Regions from separate parts of the Zea mays genome. Here region 2 is linked to region 1. A link is a contact called in public Hi-C data. All regions are on one chromosome and are shown on one strand. Each heading gives the region's core, a stretch centred on a gene start, on an enhancer-like site or on the middle of the called end of the contact. The rest is flanking DNA. Distances are from core to core; before and after follow the strand shown.

Region 1 (5,086 bases), core at 390-2,889:
GGAGTGAACGATAGCTATACTTGGATAACCAAGTAAATAAGCTGTCGGAGTTTTTTTTTTAATATCTATTTATATCAGTGACTCAGTGAGGAAGGAGTTGCTCTAAGGAGATAGACAAGGAACATTGTGCATACTTGATATGCTTCCCGTTTAATTTTATCCTCCCTAAAAAAAGCTGCTAATTAATACTACTATCATGAATTCTTTTCAGCCTAACATAATCATAAAGGTAGGCCGGCCTGCCGGATTAGGCAATTGCTGGGAAAGCCATTCTAGTGACAGGAGACAATATTCAAGGTTGGCCGGGTCCGGTGGCTGACGCGGCGCACTAATGGCAGAAGGGAACTTGGGGAAGGAGGACCAGTTGTTCATCTTTTTCCTACTAGCTTGTTCGCTGCGGCTTGCTGCGGCTGCAATCCGGCTGCGGCTGCGGCTTCTACAGTATTTTTCTCTCTATGGATTGCAGCTGCAGCAGTCCAAACAGCTGCAACAGTGTCGGCTTGTAGCCAGCCGAACACGCCCTAGGTTACCACAAAGAAGAAGAAGGCGAGGAATAGTCCAGAGCTGCACTTTTGGAGTAGATAAGACCACCACATCGACGGCCGGCCGGAGACGCGGAACGCGCTTTCCGTTGAGCTGCCCGCCGGCCGCGGTTCAGTTGAACACGCAATAGACGGCCGGGGTGCACTTGCACAAGTATAAATGAATTAGTTGACCTCACCGGTGATCTGGGCGCCGTCGCCGTCATCGTCCGGCCTGCGAGCGCCGCCGCCGCCGCCGCCGTCGTCACAGCCGCAGTTCTCTGGCGGAGCAAAGCGAGGCAGCAGGAAGTGAGGGGACAGAGAGGAGAAAGACGCTGTCTCTGGCCCTCTGGCCGGGCACCGGAATGGACGAAGGTACGGCGACCCCGGAACAGAAACACGTCGGCGGAGGTGAGGTCTCGGCGGCCAGCCGTGCCCGTACGTACCTTGGCCGTCAACGTCGCTACCGTCGTCGTCGTCGTCGTAATCGGCGGCCAAGGAGGCGCCCAAGTCCAGGTCCTTGCTCTTGAGGTTGAGCCACTTCTTGAGCACGACCTTAGGCCAGAACACCTGCACCGAAAAACGCGGCGGCGGCGGCGCCTATCAGCGTCACGACGGCACGGCGACGTACTCGCAACCTCTCTCTCTCTCTCTCTGGCCCGCAAGTTCTTGTTTCAAGAGGGAAAAGAGAGAGAGAGAACGGAAAGAAGTTTCTGAAAGGAACAAATCGGAAAAGGAGAGGCTGTCGGGAAGCTCTGTCTCAGCAGATTCTGGTCGAGTGCGTCAGCTGCAGGCAGGCTGCAAGCGCAAGCGCAACGCCGAGAGACGAGCGAATCGAGCGGGGGGGAGGCGGCGGGTTCGCGTTCGCCTACCTCGGCCGGCACCCTCCTCTGCTTCTGCACCACCATCCCCGCTGCTCTGTCTGTCTCTGACTCTTCCTCTGATGCTATCCTCCCTCGCCTCTCTCCAATGGCGCCGTGTGAGACCGATCAGTTGCCGAAGGCTAGCTCGTGCAGTCGCGTGAGCACCCGCGGGTGCTGGCTGTGGGCTGTGGCTCGGTAGGCTCCTCTCGTGCAGACGGTGCGGTGCGGTCAGCCTGGGCCTGGCAGGCAGGACATGAGGATTGAGGAGGTAGCCTGGGGCCGATGAACGAGCTTTATATTATACCAGGCGCAGGCGCGCAGCGGACTGCGGGGTCGTTTTCGTTTGCGTCTGTGGGGGGAGACCTTCCCGGAAATCTTTTGCAGCGCTAGCTGCCGGCCGGGTCCCGCCTCCCCCGTGCGCTCGTCGAAAGAGGAACCTGTACATGTGGGCCGGGCTAGCGGGTCAGACTAACCCGGCACCACAAACAAACCCATAAAGGTATAGTCCGCAAAAACATGTTTTTAATTATGGATCGTATCGCGTTAGCACGTGAATTTAGCCATTAGGACATGGTACAGTCAATAATTAGTTATATATACCAAGCTGATTCAAATAGGTCAGAATGCAATACAATAATACATAAACAGAAATTACAAAATGTATATGAAGAAAAATAAAACTAATCTATTTTGTGGCTGTCATATTAAAAATCTTTGATCAGAAAGAAAAAAAAATAGTACAAATAGCTCAGAAATAATATTCAGTTTTATAGTCAGTGTTTAGTTGAGTACTATACAACCATATGAAAATACATATACAACGATCATCACCATTATCCTCGTCTAGCTACTGGTTCTCGAAGGTCTGTTGAAGCTCTAGATTCTTAAAGTTGTGTTGGTCCTGTGGGCTTTGACGTGTCTTAGTTAAATAGTAAGTCTATATTTAGTGAGTTTTGATAGTGTCTTAGTGAGATAGACCGTGTCAGGCTAACCCATGGTCTTGACTTGAGGGACAGACACGAACTACATATTGGGTCGTGCCGGCCTAGACGCACAATTAAGTTGGGTCATATCAGAACTAGACCTTGTCTGAAATTATATGTTTTGGACTGACCTACTAGACTCAACACAAATGTACAACTATAGCCACGCCAGCAATAATTTTTATTATTATTTATTATTAATGAATCGCATTCCCACCGCTCGCGACTGCCGCTGCCGGCACGCCGCTGGTGAGTTTCCGGGGAGGAAGGCACGGTTAAAACGGCGTGCTCCACTCCACACATATGGTCGTTCTCGTACCCATCGCGTGGGTGTGGCTATAGGTTCTGTGTAGAAGATAATTGCTGTACTATCCATCGCATTGTAAGAAGATATTGGGGCTGTTTGGTTTGGTTCAGCTTTTCTCTGACCAGCTTTTCTGATAATCTAGCTGTGGGGAGAATCTGGCTGTGTAGAGAATCTGAGTATCATTAGGATTAGGTGCGGAGGAAGATAAAGTTGTCCATGTGGCTCAGGATCTATAAAGCGACGGATAACTACTATTGCGGCGACTCAACCGATTATATATTTATGTTGATTTTGAATAGTTTTCACCCAAACGAATTTTATAGAAGCTGGCTGAAAAGCTGAGTGTTTGGCAGTCTGCAGCAGCTTTTGGTGGCCAAAAGCTACGAAAAGCTGAAACAAACAGGGGCATGGGATTCTGCTGCGCTCCCGCGCTTCCGGATATCCCAAGATCGGCACGAGCGCCACGTCTGGATCATCGCAGACTTCAAAGGCAGGCAGACGCATCGTGTCGTATCTAAACAACTTTAACAGCAGTTTGTCTTGAGCTGTGACTGTGACACGTGGTTATTCTAGTCTACCCATGTGGTGGATTGGTGGGTAGTAGCATTCGCCGAATTATGTGCAGGAGACACACTCGCGCTCTGATCGGCGCGCTCTGATTGTGCTAGCCTGAACAACCGACGACAACGCGATCACAATTTTTTAATACCCTTTGTGTTGTGTTGACAGACACCTGTGCAGCCCCCTCAGGACTTTTTTTTTTGCTGCTCATTTTTTCCTCTAAGCCTCCGTGTTTGACTTGCTCTCATAATTTTGTCTGTCTGCTCTACACACTGCGTTTGTTCAGTTGCTAACAACCTCAATCTATGACTCTCAGTCATGCATGATGCAGAGAATCAAGTTTAGTCTGTAGGCCCTCCTCCGTTAGTTGCACAGCAAACTTGTTTTTTTTTTTTTGGGTGGGGGGGTATGTGTTTGTTGCACTTGCTGCCAAAACCGCCGTTTCCCGTGACAGCATTGCATAATGCTAATGGCCCTACTTGCGGGCAACGACACAGCCCTAAACACGTTGTTAAATTGCCCATTTGACGAAATCACCCACCGCATTGTTTTTTGTAAATAACCCCCCGAGAAATTTGACATCAGATAGTGACACCCAGTAAAGTTTAAACCACGAGGAAAACAAAAAACAACACCGTGCCTCTTCTTACCTAATAATCCATTGATTAGCTGTCGAAAGAAGTTCTAAAACTCGCCGTCGCTTGACATGCATCTGACGTGGCTACAACGTCAGAGCTACACCATTGGTCCACTTGGTTTGGGCTGATTCATTCCAGCCCTTTTTGCGCTAGGTGTACTGGCCATTGTTAGTCCTTATTTACTGCAATACTAAAGTGCGTAATATTTATCGTCAGCTCATAGCCATCTCAACATCACTTCAGTTTTTTCACATACTCTTATTTAAATTACATAGTTTATAAATCGTAAATAAAGTAGGCATAATTTGTAACACATACAAAATCACGTAATATCTAAAACTAGAAGTTACATAATTCATATTTTTTTACAATGAAGAATATCATTTGAATCATCCTTGATTCCTACTCCTATCTTCGCGACCCCGCTGGCCCAGCCTAACCTCACTGCCCAATGACACTTCTCCCTTTCTCACTTGTGCCGCAGTTGACGTCTATCATTTCCTTCCATCTTTTAAAATTGTAGCGTTACAACGAGCTATATAGAGCCTATTTGGTTCGGCTTTTTTCTGAGAAGCTTTTCTGAAAAGCTGGCTGTGAAGAAAAGCTGACTGTGGGGAGAAGCTGGTGGTTAGAATCTGGGTGTTTGGATACGCAGATTATGAGATTGTAGATTCTGATTAAAAAAATGAAACAGATAAATACGTTTGGTTCGGCTTTTTTAGGTGTTTGACCGATCAGATTATTAGATATCAGAGCACTAACTTATAATGTAGTTAACACTTTACAATATATGAAAATACTTTAACTTAATTTAATACATTACAGTACAACACGTCCTTCAATTGATACATCTTCAGTTGATATAATTCTAATACTGAGAGCACCTAGAGGGGGGTGAATAGGTGATCCTGTAAATCTTGAAAACTTAAGCCATAAAAACTTGGTTAAGCGTTAGCACAGTAAATGCCAAGTGGCTAGAGAGGAGTCTTAACAAAACACAATAACCACAAGAAATCAATCACAGAGATGGCACGGTGGTTATCCCGTGGTTCGGCCAAGACCAACGCTTGCCTACTCCACGTTGTGGCGTCCCAACGGACGAGGGTTGCAATCAACCCCTCTCAAGCGGTCCAAAGACCCACTTGAATACCACGGTGTTTTGCTTGCTTTTCTCAATCCCGTTTGCGAGGAATCTCCACAACTTGGAGCCTCT
Region 2 (4,990 bases), core at 1,556-4,055, 200 kb before region 1:
AACATCAACTTTCACAATTGATTTGCGTGAATACAAACACAAAAATGAAATACACCGAGAATTCATAAACTTGCCTAGCAAGTAGCAATGTCATCTAAATCCCAATAAACTCCTAAACACACATGTGGCTCTAAACTTGTTAAGTATGTCATTGATCCAAATCACCCTAATTGGAAAAAGCTTGCACATATGGCACACCAATATAACACCTAAATCGAGGTATACATGACAGTGGTGGTGACCATGAGCACAAAATATAGCATGCAGCATCTGATCTCAAACTGCACACTTAAGTGTAACATATGCAATTAATTACAGCGTAGGGTGATTTGTACCTCAAGGACAGTTGACACATTTAACAAGTGGCGACCTACATTGCATTCTAAGAATATAAGAACCTAAATACACCACAGGACAAGTTCATGAACCACCAAAACATTTTGCTCCAAACAAAAATAACTATAAAGAAAACAACTTGAACCTTAAACGAAATGTTGAAGGGTAGCCAACTGCAACATGCACATCAGCAGCTGTGCAAGAATCCTTAAGAGTCCATTTTGCACTGCCACCTATAGTGTCCAGTCTAGTATCATTAGGGAAGAGCATGAGCTCGCCTTTTGCACACTGAGAACTGCCCCATTTTGTATTCAGATGCTGTAAAATTGAGGACATCTTCTTTCGAGGAGCCAAAGTCAATTCAAGGTAAGGATTGTGTTTTTCCTGTCACATTGCATGAAGTAATAAGCAATGCAAATATAAGAGAGAAAGAACCTTCAAACAGGACTATTTGTGGCATGGTGCTTATATTAAGCTATACCAAAAAAAACTGAGGTGCAGAGGTACTCACTTGCTGCATAATCTCTTGAATGGTTTCATATAATGGGAAAAGTTGAAGTTTGATCTTTCCAGAGTGATTAGGTGGCCGAGCAGACAACTTAGCATCACTTGCTGGTGCTTCCATAAGACTGTCAGTCTTTGATGCTATCTTGCTTTTGGTATGTGATTCAAAAGGAGAGACTTTTCTGCGCTTTGCAGCCACATTGCCTGCAAATGATGTTATTGATAAGTCTAGAAAATCAATGATGTCCTTATGACATATCGCCACAAACTTAACAGTTTGTGCAATTGTTTCAATTTAGTTGATCTACCAAGAAGCGCTTATTTCATACTTTGACTTTGGTCTGTGTTAGATTACGATTTCAGCAGATAATAGGTGGAAAAGAAGACGGAAAACTGATAGTGACAACACATCACCTGATGATTTGTTGATATGTGCACCAGCTTTCAGGCTTTGTACCTTATCACAACCAGATTTGGTCTTTGCTCCTGTGCCAGATGCATTACCTTGCTGCTGATGAGCTTTCATTGTCTTGCAATATCAGCAGCAGCTATCCAGTACAATCACCCTGTTGCACAACACAATCATTAAGGGGGTGTTTGTTTTCTAGAGACTAATTTTTAGTCTCTCTATTTTAGTTCATTTTAGGCCATGTTTGGGATAGTTCCAGCTCCATAAAATTTGGTAGAGTTGATGGAGCAGATCATTAGGTGCTCTAGAAAATCGTGGAGCCGGAGTTGTAAGCCTTTAGAAGACATTTAGATAAATCATTTTATTTATTATTTAGATTAAAAATATATTTTTAAAACTGTTTAAATTGATTTTCTAAACTACAGCTTCAGACTAGAGTTGGAACCTGAAGCCATCCCAAACACCCCCTTAGTCCCCTAAATTGACAAACACATAAATTAAAAGATGGATTGTCTCTATTTTAGTCTCTATGTTTGGCAATTTAGGTACTAAAATAGAGGGAGCAAAAATTAGTCACTAAAAACCAAACACCCCCTTACTCAATGTAGTCACTGTTTTTAAAAGTTTCTCTTTTCTTTTATTTCAAGGGTTTGGATTCATGCCATGACTCAGGAGAGGGTCCTATTCACTAAGTGGCCAGAACATCACTGCGCGTGAAAGAAAATGTGCACTTCCTACAGTCCTAAAATTACATATCAGTGTTTAACATAATTTCTGGTTTTAATTGTAGAAAACAAAGCAGTTGATTATAACTTACGATTTCCAAAATTCTAGCTCCTCCATGCACTACGATATTTCAATCAAATTGTTTTACAGTATGTTTAAAACAGGCTCTGATTTTTCTTGCACAAAGCCACTCAACTGATAAGTTATGATTTTCAAACAATCTATCTCTTACATGCACTGTGCTATCAACGGAATACAGTACAAATAAGTGAACGCGATATCACTTGTCCACTAGGAACTCATTTTATTTCTGGATCAAGAGAAACAAACGGAGGGGGGAAAGACTTTGGTTCCATACCCGATCCAAAGCAGTAGAGAACAAATACGTGACCCGAATCCTAAAACCTAGGTATCCTGATCCAGTGATCCCTGAATTCTACCGAACATCCAGCGGTTCAGAACCCCGGATCAAGCAAGTCCCAACCCGCATCGGCCCGGCACCGTAAATTCGAGAAGGGCGGGGGGCATACCTGAAATCGAGACCCTAGATCTCGCCGATCCTGAGCATGAAACGGAACCCTAGCTCCGCTCGCTCCGTCCGACGAGACACCGACGGAGCGTCGGCCGCCACAGATGAAGACGCGGAGCGCAGGGGAACCGGAGAGGAGCGCTGCCGTAGAGCCCGCTACCACCGGGGGGCGGGGGAGCGCTGGCGGATTGAACGAGGCCGCGGGCGCGGGCGCGGACGCGCGAGAGAGGGAGGGAGAGGTGGGAATTTTCAGAGTTTTTGAACACTGGTGGCCTCGCTTGCCGCCTCCACTCGAGTCTTATCAGCGCCAAATTTCCTCTTGGTCGTGTGTATTCGGAATTTCGGATACAATAGATAGAAACGTACTGGGCTGGGAGTCTCTACACAGAGAGTCGGTCGGTGTAAGGGCCCATCATGCGAAACCAGTGGCCTATTGTGCCGGCCCGGTCAGATGGCGGCACACGCGGTAAAGAAGCCCGAGTTTGGCTCGCGTGCAGCGCTCCGCGCCTCCGCCGCTCCCTGTACATATTATTATGTACACTGTACAGGATCAATCTATCCGGTTGTTGTAGGACCTATGAATTAGATCAGCACTTATGTATAAAGATGAAACATATCGGCTGCTGTTTGGTTATTGAATGATAAACCTGCCACATTTATGTTCATGTCATGGGACATCACAGTAGGTTACAGAGAGCCCTGCACGGGAGCTAAACTGGGTCACGTGCAGAAGACCAATCTCATTGCGATAGTTGCTGATTGACTACTGGATGCCATCTTTATGTTCATGTTATAGACCGTACAAGGAGCCCTGCAAGGGGAACTTCAATCTATATGGCGCTCCGTTGCAACGCATGGATAAGGATCTAGCAGCAGTCTAAAAAAGAGAGAGAAAAAAAAGAAAAAGCTATGTTCTGCTTCTTCGGCAATAATAACCATATTACACAAAGTTACAAGTAATACAAGCTACGTACAGCTCAAGCAGTTAAATATGCTCGTAAAGCATCTGACGTCAGATTGGAATAAAATCGCATCATGGGAGCAAGCCCCTCAGTAGATATATACTTTGGAAACACCATCTAATATCAGTTTGATCACATATCACGTGAACAAACCGGCGAGTCGTCCTTGGTCGAGAGATTAGCGTCCTACTCGCCGGTCCCGCAGCAAGCTGCCAGCACTGGCCGTCAAGTGGCCGCCGATGTCAGATCAGATCCGGGAGCGGCCTCGTCAGCACGGGAGAGGGCAGCCGAGCTCCTTCGCCGCCGTACTGAGGAAGGCGAGCGTCAGCCCGGTGGCGCGGCGGCTGTGGGCTTCCCACTCTATGCACCTCTCCACGTCCGCTTGCCAGTTGAGGATGCCTGCGGCCACGCACCGGTACGATGGGCTCTGGATGCCATTCCGCTGCTGTTCCCCTCGGCTGATCTTGTTGGGGCTCACGGATCCGTGGTCCAGGATGTCACGGAGAACGGACATGCTGAGCGCGCGCACGTGCGCGCTTGGGTGAGAAAGGCAGCGGATGGTGGTTGAAAGACGGCACTGAAAAATCATATTCAGTTAACTGGCTGAGCTATAAAAGATGCATGGGTGGCATTTTAAATGAATGAGAACGAGACTAGATGAAGAGGGCATGCCTTTAGCAGATTAGAAAGGCCATCAGCAACTGATAAACCTGGATCTCCCCATTCAATAATAAGATGGACTGCTCGAGCGGTTACTTCGAGAAGCTGCATACATCCACCAGATAAACGATAGTCAGCAAGTCAAAAGATGATATATCATGCGAGTTTGTAGTGCGCGGGAAATGATAAAGCTGACTATGTTTAATGACAACAGAACATAATGGAACAGAACAGACGATTTTGTTAAAAGGTATCCTCCTGTCACGAGATCTGATGAACGAAAGAAATGTCACCTCAAGCTGTGGCAAAGTACAAGCTTCACCGTCAACAAGTATTCCATCAGTAGCACGAAGTAGAAGGTCAGAGGCACTAGCGAGTATCACCAAGGTTTCAGGGCTGTCATGGTTCCTCATGAGCTCCGCTATAAGCTTCACTATACGTTGGTTGACTCTCCACATCTTCTGGCCTTGTTCGTCGTCTCTAGCAATCCAAGGCTGCAAGTCCTTCTCGGCCTGCGAAAATTCTAGAAACGTGAATAGGAAACGGGTGCATATTCACATAGGCATTGTAGTTAAAACGTGTTTCGAAAGAGATCTGTCAGAAACAAAAAAAACTAAACTAAGAATGTTTGCTTTGAAATAAATTAACCAGAAAAGGGTAAAAAGAATTTACTTGAAATAATTCAAACAAAACTCAAACCAAAATTAGTTATGACCAAACGTACGAATATAGCAATATCTTGACCTGGAGAACGATAGCAGCTGAGGCCTTGGTTGGTGAGGCTGAAACGACATCACAAAGTGCATCCACAACCTACACGTGAGAAACAAGGATTGTCATTTAGCCACAAGAATGCTAACAACA

Evidence for each region. Hi-C and Micro-C count contacts between places; a contact is called where the count stands out from the background.
Region 2: a contact with region 1 is called in a Hi-C map of leaf, with 6 times the contacts expected there. The contact joins the promoter of LOC100278472 here to the promoter of LOC100281560 in region 1. A contact is called at or near these places in 5 of 25 Hi-C or Micro-C datasets (ear, leaf, root tip and 1 more).

Annotation. Positions count from the first base shown.
Region 1 is chr3:9,041,873-9,046,958 of Zm-B73-REFERENCE-NAM-5.0, reverse strand. It overlaps LOC100281560 (type I inositol-1,4,5-trisphosphate 5-phosphatase CVP2), which reads right to left and starts at 1,639. Exons shown (of 7, transcript NM_001368028.1): 1 at 1,394-1,639; 2 at 968-1,091; 3 at 722-802. The coding sequence starts at 1,429.
Region 2 is chr3:9,243,570-9,248,559 of Zm-B73-REFERENCE-NAM-5.0, reverse strand. LOC100278472 reads right to left here and starts at 2,805. Exons shown (of 8, transcript NM_001407526.1): 1 at 2,506-2,805; 2 at 1,255-1,406; 3 at 848-1,044; 4 at 482-720. The coding sequence starts at 1,366. It overlaps LOC100272803, which reads right to left. Exons shown (of 15, transcript NM_001147256.2): 12 at 4,871-4,939; 13 at 4,420-4,638; 14 at 4,139-4,231; 15 at 3,403-4,043. The coding sequence ends at 3,735.